Linked DNA regions of Rattus norvegicus: region 1 is linked to region 2. A link is a contact called in public Hi-C data. All regions are on one chromosome and are shown on one strand. The core of a region is the stretch at or near the end of the contact, and the rest is flanking DNA. Distances in the headings are between cores, read along the strand shown.

What was found. A called contact is a pair of places that touch in the nucleus more often than the background predicts.
Region 1: a Hi-C map of liver shows a contact between it and region 2, with 2.8 times the contacts expected there. The contact joins the enhancer-like site here to the promoter of Itga9 in region 2. A contact is called at or near these places in 4 of 12 Hi-C or Micro-C datasets (Schwann cells, hepatocytes, kidney and 1 more).

What each region holds. Positions count from the first base shown.
Region 1 is chr8:127,382,567-127,389,127 of GRCr8, forward strand. All of the region lies in intron 17 of Itga9 (integrin subunit alpha 9), which reads left to right. Among named protein-coding and RNA genes, the nearest start is that of Trnaa-ggc2, 130 kb to the left of the region's middle. Within about 2 kb of position 1,460, at least 9 of the 93 cell types and tissues checked have an H3K27ac peak or open chromatin away from gene starts, as enhancers often do. A contact at or near this core is called in liver, where this site is marked.
Region 2 is chr8:127,180,350-127,186,901 of GRCr8, forward strand. Itga9 (integrin subunit alpha 9) reads left to right here and starts at 4,940. Exons shown (of 28, transcript NM_001420002.1): 1 at 4,940-5,355. The coding sequence starts at 5,168.

The DNA.
Region 1 (6,561 bases), core at 210-2,709, 200 kb after region 2:
CTTCAGCTACCTCATGTTCTTCCTGTTGAATCTTTAGAACAATTTATCTGGAAAGAAGGGGGAGTTCTTGTCCACGAGGATTCAGCATAAGTCATTGATACATGCACCAAGTCCACCCCAGTAAGGAACTTTGGATGGTCTTCATGCTGGACAGAAGGAATGAGGCCAAAGAATAAGTGTAGCAAAGATTCTGGGACCTCATGCAACTCCCGTTGGTCACCAGTACCAACTGGCATTTGGAACAACGAGTGAATTCATGCTAAAGAATTAGGGACTCCATAATACATTCCAAAGGTGTATTAGTGTGTATCAGGAGGGCTGCAGAGATCCCTGACTGAGCTTCTGGAGGTTCAATTCCCAGCACCCGTGTGGTCATAAATATCTGTAACTCTAGTTCCGGGGACCTGCCATCCTCTTCTGGCCTCCACAGGCACTAGGCATGCACACAGTTACACAGAGGCATGCAGGCAACACACACACACAGAACACACAATACGAAGATATATTAAAGAGGAATTTTTAATAAAAAAAATAAGTTATATGTGTTCCTCAAGCTATGAAAGTGCCAGAAGATGAGGCTTACGGAAACAGCGCAGTTTAAATCTTTGATGTCTATTAACGATGCCTTTTACTTGAAAGTGCAGCCAGGGCCTGCGTACAAAGGAGCACGACCCGCGACTGCACAAGCAAATTAGAATTAATGGGAAATTTTATCAGAGGATAAAATTCCTCGAAAATTAGAAAGGTTGTTCCTCAATAAATAAACAAGCACCCGTGGAATGTCTGGCACACAAACTGTGCACGATTGTTTTAGACTCTTGGCAGGCCTGTCTGAGCAGCAGGTCTTCACACAGGCCTGTTCTATTCCGAAGTCATTGAAAGAACCTTTCTCGCCAGAGCCCTTCCCCATGTGATGGGCTTCATTATACAAGAGCTGCAGCATGGATAGCCAAGGACATTTGACCCTTGCTCTAGCTCAGAGCCAGCATGGCTGGGTGACCTCAGGTGAGTGGGTCCTCGCTCAGACTCAGCTTCTCCCTCTGGGAAATGGGAAGGTTGGACTGACAGTCGAAGGTCTGCTTGGGGGCACTTGTCTGCTGTTCAATGCGGACTCATAGAACTTCCGTAGGGGAGGCCAGCCTCTGACACCCCACTGAAGGATTAAATGACCAACACACCAGTTCCAGGCCAATCTTCCTAATTGTCAGGACATTAGACTCCCTTAGAAATTTGGTGTTGGAACCAATTCTGCCCTTGTGAGCAGACCAGAGCAAAGGCTCCTGGCCCCGCTGTCAGACCCTGTGGTAGAGACATGGTCCTCTGTCCCAGATTACTATGCAGGATCTACCAGTAGCCACACATACAAAGCAATGATTCTCTCTCCCCCAGAGCTAGCTGTGAACTGCCAACAGCTCCTGGGTGAGGGACACGACCTGGAGAGAACCTCCCTGACCTACGCTGGAATTTAGTCTGGATTGATCTGGTTCGAGTAACCACAGCTTGTGTGACATTTAAGTGCCACACCATGTCAAGTCTGGAAGTTTGTGTCTCACGTCCCTGAACCCTCCCCTTACATGGCACTGAAGAGTGTCAAGTGGACTTAGTGGGTATGGTTTGAATGCACATGGTCCCATAGACTCAAATATTTGGATGTTTGGTCCCTCAGATGGTGGAAATGTTTAGGAAGGATTGGGAAGTGTGGGCTTTTTGGAGGAAGTATGTCAGTGGGGATGGGTTTTGAGGTTTCAAAACCCACAGCATTCTCAGTTAGTCTCTCTCGCTCTCTCTCGTTCTCTCTTGCTCTCTCTCACTCTCTCGCTCTCTCTCACTCTCTCCCTCTCTCACTCTTGCTCTCCTGTGTGTGTGTGTGTGTGTGTGTGTCTGTGTCTGTCTGTCTGTCTGTCTGTCTGTCTGTCTGTCTGTCTGTCTGCCTGCCTGCCTGCCTGCCTGCCTGCCTGTCTGCCTGTGTGCCTATGATTTTGGATCAGATGTAAGCTCTCGGCTACTGCTCTTGCGCCATGCCTGCCAGCTGCCATGCTCCCTGACATGATAGTCATGGATTCGAACCATCTGGAACTGTGAGCTCCAATTAAGTGCTTTCTTTTATAAGTTGCCTTGGTCATGGTATTTTGTCACAACAGTAGAAAAGTAACTGAGGCAGTGAGTTATCAGAGAGATGGGGACGGATTATGAAGTTGAGTTGGGAGTCAGAAGGAAAAACTGCAAGTATAAATGACCATGTTTAATTATATATATGTACGAAAATTCTTTTTAAATTAATTTTAAAAATTAGTGTGAAGCTACCTTGGTAAAGTTCTGAGAAGAATTCATGTAGCTGGTGAACTCACAACAGGGACGTTGTCATTCACAGGGGGAGATCAGGAAGGACCTCTGGCACTATGGCAGACAGGGGACTAAAGGACGCAGGTGACAGTGGGAAGGAGTGGGCTTTGGAGGCATGGGAGGCTCTCACTTCTCCTCCAGCCTCCACCTCTCTGCTTCGTGATTTCCTCAGCTCTAAAAGCGGCTTTCCCATCCAGTCCTGTGAGTCCTCAGAAAGGCTTGTTTGACAGTACCCGGTCCTGTGCTAGTAAATGTATTTTCATTTCATTTCTAAGAATAACTTAGGGAGCAGCGACCTACTGTTTTGGTTATAGAGTTTTAGCTTTAGAGAAAGAATGAAAACAACTCCGAGGTTTCTCTTTTCAAAGTTTTGAGTCCACTGTCTACCCTGGAAGGTGCCTGGCTTCCCTTAATCACAGAGCCAGAATCACTTGACTACGAAAACCCAGGAATGACCTTACTGCATGGTTAAGTGGCAGAGGCCCGTGGTGAGGGGCCTGGCAGGAGTTCAGGTGTCTCTGGCCTGATTCCTTGGCATTCACACAGGAGAGAAAGAGACCTAGTCTTGTGAACTACAACACTCAGAGAGGCGGCAGCTCTCTAGCCTGTGATGCTGTGCCTGCCTATGTGGTCTCTCTGCTTAATATTCCACAGTGCCTGCTCTCTCTGAGGTGACTGGCCTTCTGTGAGCATGCATGCAGGTCCTTCTCCTGGTCAAGCTAGGTTAATGCTGTTCCATACTCAAGGACTGACAGTTCCCTTTCATGTTACAAAAGCAAATGGGGACAGAAATAACCCATCAATTGTTTAGAACCAGACTGGCCAACAATAATAAATCTTCAGCACAAAGGCTTGAGGTCGAGGTCTTAATTCGTTGGAGACCATTCAAGAATTCGTAACTCTCTTCCCTGAGTTAATTTTTCACATCTTGTTTGGATCCTCAGAGTTCTCGCTTCCAAAGTGAGGCCATCCGATTTCTTGTCGCGCATGTTTTTCTTGTTGGCGTGCCAGACACGCTAGACAGCAGGGCTTCTCTCTGCAGATGCGTAATGATGGTTTCCTTCCCCCATGAAATCTGTATTTCAAAGAATCATAGCCGTTTGAGTGTGTGAATAGTCCTCTTCTCTTGCACGCCATATTAGCTATGTTAATTGCCACAGACAACAAAGCATATGGCAGTTAACTGAAATCTAACGTATTGGAAAGATACAAGCCAGTTCAGATGGGGCTTAAAAGAGGGTTGGGGGTTGGGAGCATGAACAAGTTCAAGAGGAAGCAAGGGAGGCAAGGTGTAGCTCATGGAAGTGACTTCTGTGTCTTCAAACCTTCTGTGGCCAACTCAGAATGCTCTTGTGAAACCTCCAAAACCCAGAGCTGTCAACAGGAGTGCTAGTCACCAAAGCAGGGCCACTTGGACATCGTAGATCATGGGTCTGTCTTTAATCAGGTGCCCACAGCTTAAAGACCATGAGGGGTTAACTGTCCCTGATCTGTTGGTATACCCTTCACATCTGTCATGGAGTCTCTGAGCCAAAGAGCCCAAAGAAACAACTGTCCGTTGCACAAGGTCTCAGGCGTCTCCACGTCTTCCGTTAACCAGCTGACCAGTTAACAACTGGGAGTGACTTCGTTCTGTGCAGAGCTTACATGGCTTGGTAAACTCATCTCTGTTATCACCTCTGTCTTCATCATCATCATCCTCGGCCAATTCACCCCACCCCCGGCTCTCCTGCCACTGCCACACCCCAAACTCCCTCCCCTTCTCTCCATGCCAAGGACAGACGGCCACACAGGAGTCTGCATCCTCCACCCACACCCAGCAGCTGTGTCTCACACACTGTCCATTCAGTCACAGCTTTCCACGTGTTCACCAGGCCCCACCAGTAACTGATTCCTGTCCCGTGTTCATCCATGTGCTTTCTCTGATGGCACTTTCCCATTCCTGTGCCGATGCACTGTGATAATTCCCACCTTAAAAACATGATCTCCACAGTCCACTTCTCCGGTAGCACTTATCCTATTTGTCCAAACTCTATTTTACTGAAACAAACACCTTCAGATCCCCCTCTGTGCTCACCTCCAGATCCCCCCTGTGTTCACCTCCAGATCCCCCTGTGCTTACCTCCAGATCCCCCTCTGTGCTCACCTCCAGATCCACCTGTGCTCACCTCCAGATCCCCCTGTGCTCACCTCCAGATCCCCCTGTGCTCACCTCCAGATCCCCCCTGTGCTCACCTCTAGATCCCCCCTGTGCTCACCTCCAGATGCCCCTGTGCTCACCTCCAGATCCCCCCCTGTGTTCACCTCTAGATCCCCCCTGTGTTCACCTCCAGATCCACCTGTGCTCACCTCTAGATCCCCCCTGTGTTCACCTCCAGATCCCCTGTGCTCACCTCCAGATCCCCTGTGCTCACCTCCAGATCCCCCTGTGCTCACCTCCAGATCCCCCTCTGTGCTCACCTCTAGATCCCCCCTGTGTTCATCTCCAGATCCACCTGTGCTCACCTCCAGATCCCCCTCTGTGCTCACCTCCAGATCCTCCTGTGCTCACCTCCAGATCCCCCCTGTGTTCACCTCTAGATCCCCCCTGTGTTCACCTCCAGATCCACCTGTGCTCACCTCCAGATCCCCCTGTGCTCACCTCTAGATCCCCCTGTGCTCACCTCCAGATCCCCCTCTGTGCTCACCTCCAGATCCCCCTCTGTGCTCACCTCCAGATCCCCCTGTGCTCACCTCCAGATCCCCCCTGTGTTCACCTCTAGATCCCCCCTGTGCTCACCTCCAGATCCCCTCTGTGCTCACCTCCAGATCCCCCCTGTGTTCACCTCTAGATCCCCCCTGTGTTCACCTCCAGATCCACCTGTGTTCACCTCCAGATCCCCTCTGTGCTCACCTCCAGATCCCCTGTGCTCACCTCCAGATCCCCTCTGTGCTCACCTCCAGATCCCCTCTGTGTTCACCTCTAGATCCCCCCTGTGCTCACCTCCAGATCCACCTGTGCTCACCTCCAGATCCCCTTCCGTGCTTACCTCCAGATCCCCCTGTGCTCACCTCCAGATCCCCCCTGTGTTCACCTCTAGATCCCCCCTGTGCTCACCTCCAGATCCACCTGTGCTCACCTCCAGATCCCCTCTGTGCTCACCTCCAGATCCCCCTGTGCTCACCTCCAGATCCCCTCTGTGCTCACCTCCAGATCCCCTGTGCTCACCTCCAGATCCCCTCTGTGCTCACCTCCAGATCCCCTCTGTGCTCACCTCCAGATCCCCCTGTGCTCACCTCTAGATCCCCTCTGTGCTCACCTCCAGATCCCCTGTGCTCACCTCCAGATCCCCTGTGCTCACCTCCAGATACCCCTGTGCTCACCTCCAGATCCCCTGTGCTCACCTCCAGACCCCCCACCCTCCACCCCCTGCTCTCTGTTCTAATGTAGTCCCCTCACTTTGGTCCAGCTTTCAACCATGACTCTCAAGGGTTACTTATAGCAAGGTCACCAGTGTCCTCTGTCTGTGCCAGAGCTGCTTCAGCTGTGGCTCACAACCCAATACAGGGGTTTACAGCCGAACGCAGGGATTGCGGGGCTCGGCAGTGGCAGGGATCTGAACTCACAATCCCCAAACTCTAACTCAGATGTAAGATATCCTTGGCAGTCCTCACCTGCGCTGCACTGTAGTCTCCCAGTAGTCTACTTCCCTGTAGTCTCACCAGTGTGAACTTTGCACCACGTGTGCCCTCCTCACCACCCCCCCCCCCCAGTGCGGAATGCTGCCTGACACATCCATGCTCATGGGTCCATGCTTACAGACTGCAGCATTTTTTACCATACACGCCATGTTTTCTGCATGAAACAAAATTATTTCATTATAGGAAACCATTTTTTAAATAATCTTCTACCATCACTGCTATGTACCAAGCTGTTTTAAACAGCAGTTTTACCCTTTGAGCCTTTCATGCTTGCATGCAATGTATTTTGATCATAGTTACCCCTTCCTTTCTCTCAATCTCCCTAGACCCACCTATAGCACCCAACTCCTCCCGATTTTATATCCTCCTCTTCAAATGACCCACTGAATCCAATTTGTGGCTGAACACCCATGGGTTACGGGCAGCACAAATTAGTATGCGTATGGGTCGTTGTGCTACACAGATAAGCACATCCGGGTCATAAGTATACACACACTTGCTTCAGTCTTCAAAAAAAATCCAATTCATGTGTATACC
Region 2 (6,552 bases), core at 3,690-6,189:
TACCTGTTATCTATCATCTATGTACCTATATATGATCAATTACTTATCTGTCTATCTGTATATTTTTTTTATCTGTCATCTACCTGTCAGTCTCTATATAAACCAGACATTAGCTCACAGCACAGGTCGATCAGAAGTGCCCAGGCAATACCCAGAAAGAAGCACAATTTGGAAAAATATATTCCAAACCAAGATAAAATCCCAAGGAACATGAATTTGCAGCCAAGCTTATGAAACACAAGGAAATGAGCTACACACACACACACACACACACACACAGAGAGAGAGAGAGAGAGAGAGAGAGAGAGAGAGAGAGAGAGAGAGAGAGAGCAGAGGCCGCAAGCTGGAGAGGGTCATTTATAACCTTCACAGACCTGCATGATCAAAGCCGGGTTAGCCACAAACCTAAAGGAAGCAGCCAGCCAAAGTATGATAAGAGCTGAGCATGGGGGTCAAATGTGAAGTCCCAGCACCCGGGGGCGGGACAGGAGGAGGAGTGAGAGTTCAGGCTCGCCCGGGTTATGTAGCAAGGCCCTGTGTAATAAACAGTACTATCGGAGAGAAAGAGGCTAACAAGATTGAATGGGACGCGACTCACAGACCATGTGCTTACCTGTGCAAAGGCCCTGGATTGATCCCAGCACAGAAACACAAAGACCACACACAGTCCTTCCATTAACAGGGAGCAGGCCGACAGCTCCCGCTGCCTGTACCCGCACGGGTGCATGGCTTTTCCCCCTCAAATTCATAGACTTGTCCATAAAGCCACTGAGTTCACTCTGTGCTGCTGCTCTGCGTACAGGGACAACTGCTAGAGCTTGGACATCCTATCTAGGGTCAAAACTCTGAGGAAAATGAACTCCCTCCCCCAGCAGCCATTAGTTGCCAGTAGCTCCTCAGTTAGGGCGTGGGAACTGTAAGCTCCTCCCCCCGCCAGTGCTGGGAGTGTGTTTGGCTTGATCTTGCCCGGGGCTTGTGCATGGAGTCAGTCGCAGTCAGCCACCAAAAGCCTGCATGATCTGTTGTGTCCTGAAACTACTGTTTTGCCGCAGTCCTCCGCTGCTTCCGGCTCATACGGTCTTTCCGCCCTTTGTTCCGTGACGATCCCCGAGCCTTGGGGAGAAAGAAAGTGGGAAATTGGTGTCCCATTTAGGGCCGAGCACTACACGGTCTCTTGTTCTCTGAGCCTTGACCTGCTAGTCTCTATCCATCTCCATCTATTGCAAAAAGGAAGCTTTTTCAGACGAGAACGGCCTTAATCTATGGGTGCAAAGGAAGAGGAACCTTGAGCCGTCCTCTTCATTAGAAAACTAGGGGGCTGGGGATTTAGCTCAGTGGTTAGAGCGCTTACCTAGGAAGCGCAAGGCCCTGGGTTCGGTCCCCAGCTCCGAAAAAAAGAACCAAAAAAAAAAAAAAAAGAAAAAGAAAGAAAGAAAACTGGACAAATGGTGCAGTTTCTATAAAGGCTTAGCACCAGGAGGCAAACCTGCCTCCCATGTGGGAAGGTTTGAAAAGAATGCTTCCCCTGTGTTCTTCATCTTCATCCCCAACTTGATTGGCATTAGAGTAGCCAAGAAGACCCGCTGCTGGACGTGTCTGCATCCATGGCGGTTTGACTGAGGTGAACGCGCCACCATCCAATAGGCTGGGATTCGAGATAAAATTAAAAAGGGGGAAGGAGACAGCCAGCTGAGAGTTGTCAGAGCTTATCCCCTGTATCCTGGTCTGTCCAGATGGGAGGTGTCCCAGCTGTGTGCTCCTGAGGCCACAGGCCTTTCCCCCAACCCCCAATGCCATAATGGGCTGTGCACTCACAAGTGTGAGGGACAGTCAACACTTCTTCCACCGAGATTCACGGATGCACCATCATCTCTCTTGTTAGACACTCAAGAGACTGAAAAGCTTACTCTGACAGGCAGGAAAGGGAGCTCACGGCTGGCTGCCACTGTCAGATAACACAAGTAACTAATAACCATCCCTTCCCACAGTTTCTAAAATACCACAGACAGTTCACCAATGCATTTCAAAGGCTTGCCAGCGTCCTCTTTGCACCGACTTTACCACAGCGCAACTGGTCCGAGCTGGGAAGTAACCTGTGTTTTTTATTTCAGAGTCTATGGCTTTCCTGCCGTGATGTCACGTGTTCAGAATCCCAACACAGAACTGGGGATCTCTTTCCCAGGGGCAGGGCTTTCTAACCCCAGTTGCTTAACAAATGATTCTTGGGCCTTACCCCTTAGAGAACTAACCCAGCTCATTGCGTGTGAATCTATGTTTTATTACTTTTCTTTTTAAGTTGTTCCCTGGAACTGGAGCTACCAGTGGCTGTGAGGCACTGTGGGGGTTTCAGAATTGAACCTGGGTCCCCGGCAAGAGCAGCCCATGCTCTCAGTGGTTGAGCCAATGTCTCTAGACCCAAATCTATTTTTTTTTAAATTCCTGGATTCTGATGTATGGTCGTATTTAGGAACCCCTGCCTCATTAAATGAAAGAGCTAATACAACAGTTTGTTTTCATTTTTTTTTAACCAGTATAACTTTGAGGTTTAGTTTATAAGGGTTGTAATTGGTGTGTTTTATACCAGTGGACCTGAAGCTTTTTTAAAGGTCCATTTGTTTTCATTTCCTGTGTATCGTCGTATGCCTGCATAAATGTGTGGGTACAGCATGCGTCTAGTGCCTGGGAAGGCCAGAGGAGGAAGTAGGGTCTTCTGGGGCTGAAGTTACAGGGGGTTGTGAACCAATATGTAGGTGCTGAGAATCGAACTCGGGTCTTTCGCAAGAGTCACAAGTGCTTTTAACCTCTGAGCCACGTCTCTAGCTCCCAGTTCCTAACCTTTTAAAGTCGACTTTTTCTCTTAAGAGTTTGCAAAAATCTATAAGAACACACCTTTACATAGAACTTCAGCTGCTGTACTAGTTAGCATTGATGTCCGTTTCCTGCAGTATGAAATCACCTGGAGGGGGAAAAAAAAAACCTCGAGTGATCGTCTTCATCAGCTTCGCCTCTGAGCATGATTGGTGTATGAGAGCTCAGACTGAGCAGCACCATTTCCTGCACAGGTGACCTATGCCCTTTGTAAAGCTAGCTGAGCATGGGAAGAAGCAAGCCAGCGAGGAAATTCAGTAAGCATAGTTCCTTCATGAGTTCTCCCTCAGCTACTGGCCCAGATTCATGCCCCTCCTCTCTTCAGTGAGACTAACCTGTAAGCCGGGATACACCCTTTCCTGCTCCAAGTTGCCTTTGATCAGAGTGTTTATTAAAGTTTCCCAGGAGGGAAACTAAGACAGGTGCATATAGCACTTATGCTGGGTAGTTTTGCATCAACATGGCACAAGCTCTAGTCATTTGAGATTCGGGAGCCTCACTTGAGAAAATGCTTCCCTCCACAAGATCTTAACTGGTGACTGAGGAGGGAGGGCCCAGCCCATTGTGGGCAGTGCCATTCCTGGCCCTGGTGGTCCTGTGTTCTCTAAGAAAGCAGGCCATGGGGAGCAAACCAGTAAGCAGCCTCCCTCCATGGCCTCTGCATCAGCTCCTGCCTCCAGGTTCCTGCCCTGGGTTAGTTCCTCCAGGTTCCTGCCCTGGGTTAGTTCCTGTCCTGACTTCCTTCGATGATGAACAGTGATGTGGAAGTGTAAGCCAAAAAAACCCTTTCCTCTGTCACGTGTTTTTGGTCATGGTGTTTAACCCAAGTAAGGCAGCAGTTGTGTGTCCGAGCTATGCAAATCACCTGAGTGCAGTGGCTTAAGACAGCAACATTAATCGTCTAACGATTCTGGAGGTCATGGGTCTTACTGGACTGATGCCAAGACTTCTATCTCTGGGCTGCCTTCCTGGAAGGGGTAGGGGAGAAGACATTTCTCTGTCCTTGGTCTTTGAAGCTGCCTGACTTCTTTACCTCATGGACCTAGCAGTGACTCAGCTTCCTTTGTCACAACTCTTCTGATGACAGCCAGGAGAGGCTCTTCACTTGGAAAGATCCCTGAGTTTAGGCTACTGGGGAGTAGATAGCCCTGGAATGTGCACCCTCACACACCCTTGCCTATCCTAGGCTTGTGCATGTAAGGACAAACCCAATTAGAAAGAAAGAGACGAAAGCAGCATGTGCGTTTAGCATGAATGAGACTTCCGAAGTGGAGAGGGTGGGGAGGAGTGGGGAGAGGGTGGTGCTTTTACCAGAGTAAAGAGTTAGTTCAGTAATAACATTAAACTTGGACTAGCCAATTTCACAGAGTCAGAGATAAATGAAACTTGCCAGGGGCTGGACTGGGCGGGGCGTGCTTGTTAAACTTGTATGTAATTTAATTTGCAAGATGATCATCGAACAACCAAAATGAGGTTAAGACATTAACTTCATGCAATGTACGCTTCACCTTAATCTCCCACACGCAGGGGAGCACACCTGGCTGCATTGTGTGTCCCCCGACTTGGAAAGCACTGGCCAGGTCTGGGAGTATGGAAGTCCACATGACTAATTCTTTTTTTTTTTTTTTTTTGGTTCTTTTTTTTTCGGAGCTGGGGACCGAACCCAGGGCCTTGCGCTTCCTAGGTAAGCGCTCTACCACTGAGCTAAATCCCCAGCCCCTCACATGACTAATTCTTAAGGCAACTGACTGGAGGTCTTGAGCGGTTCCCTCTGAAGAAGAGCTTCCAGACGGGCAGGGCCAGAATATTCACTCATCCTTGGCTCGGGTGACTTTAGGCCTTTGTGTGTGAAAGAGACTTGAGAAAGACTCACAGTGTAAGACAAAAGGAGAGAGACCCAGCCAGCTTGGACCCCACAGAGCCTAGGATACTGGAGAGGATGTGGTTCATCCAGGTTCAGCACCAGGTCCAGGCGGTGCTCCGGGAGCCGCGTCCAGCAGGGGGCGCTGCGGGCCCGTCCCGCCAGGGCCGCCCGGGCCGCCCACCCCTCGGGCGCGCCTCTCCGCAGTCCAGTGCCGCCCGGGCCCCGGACCCACTCCATCGGAGAGCGCAGAGCTCTCGGCGGGGATCGAGAGGACGCGGCGCGCTGGCGGCCTCCCCTGGCCTCTTTCCTGCTCGCGCTGCAGCCCTTCCCAGCGTCCCGGGCTCAGACTTGGAGTGCACAGCTCGCGCCCCGGGCAGCGTCGTGTCCCGGGAGCCCCGATCGCGGGGCAGGGCGCAGGGCGGCGGCCGGCTGGGGATGGGCGGCCCGGCTGCAAAGGGGACCGGCGCCGGGGGGCTCCGCGCGCTGCTGCTGGCGCTGGTGGCCGCGGGGGTCCCGGCGGGCGCCTACAACATCGACGCGCAGCGCCCGGTGCGCTTCCAGGGCCCCCCGGGCTCCTTCTTCGGCTACGCGGTGCTGGAGCACTTCCACGACAACACGCGCTGGTGAGTGTACCCCCTGTGGATCCTCGACTCCGGTGCGGCCACCCCGCGATCCCCCAAGTCCGCCGCCGCCTTTCCGGCCTCTTCCACGCCGCCTCCCGAGGAGCCGATTTAAATGTCCAACGGCCACGCTGACATCCTGGCCTGCTCTCCGAGGCCCCGGGGGTCCCTGGGGTCCCTGCTCTCCCTGGGCATTCAGGCGCAGCTTCATTCTCGCCACAGTAAAGTTAGTTGGCTGTCTGCCCTCGAGGGGCCACCGCTGGCTGGCCGACTGCCCCAGATTCCCGGAGGGCCCCTAGGAGGCCAGGCTGCTCTCGGGGGACCACTCCATGTAACTCTAGGGCAGCAGCACGCAAGAAGCAGGGAAACAGGGGATGGGTGGGAGTTGGTTCTGGGGGGCGTAGGGATCTCCAGAGGGGAACTGGGGACCCCACAAGGTTCTGAGAGGATCTGGGATGCATGGAGGACTCCCCCCACTCAAGGAACAGACTGTGTGGTTGGTGGGCAGCCTGGAGCTCTTCTCCCACGTGCCAGTCTAGAGACAGGACTTAAGAGAATGAGGTTTTTGGATCAAGGGGTATGGTTGCTGACTAGCGAGATGGGTGGGCCTGCAGGAAAGAATGTCTCTCCCTCATTAAGCATCAATAGTGAAGTTAACTGACCCTTCAGCAGAAGCGCTTAGAGAAGATAGGTAGACCGCTTTCCTGGAATGAAGCGGCCGCTGCACCACGCCCACCTTCTCATAGCAGCTAGAGTTCAGTTCAACCTCGTTCTAGATGATGTTACTGTGGGACCAGGAGATGGCTAGTTCAAGTTGAGGGTGTTATTCAGTGAGTGAGCATCCTTAGAGGCAGCGGGCTGGGAGATGGAGACCGGGAATGTGTGTGTGTTGGATATGTAACACACTGGGAGTCTGTGCTCAGAACTGGACAGGGGCAGAGCAAATAGGGGGTTTGTGGATGCGGGCCTTCCAGAACCTTGGGGAAAGAGAACTTTGCGACTGGCCTTTTTAACACGGCCATGTACTTAAGAGAGCAGTTTCCAAAGTCCTTTCGTCCACATCCTTTCCTGACGTTGATTCTAGTCACAGTGTTACCAGCCACAGTTGCTTCCTGCGTTTGACAAACCCTTTTCAGACAGCAGGGCAGAACACTTTCCTATTGTCCCCTGACTCCAGGTCCACCATGGGCTTTGGGCTTG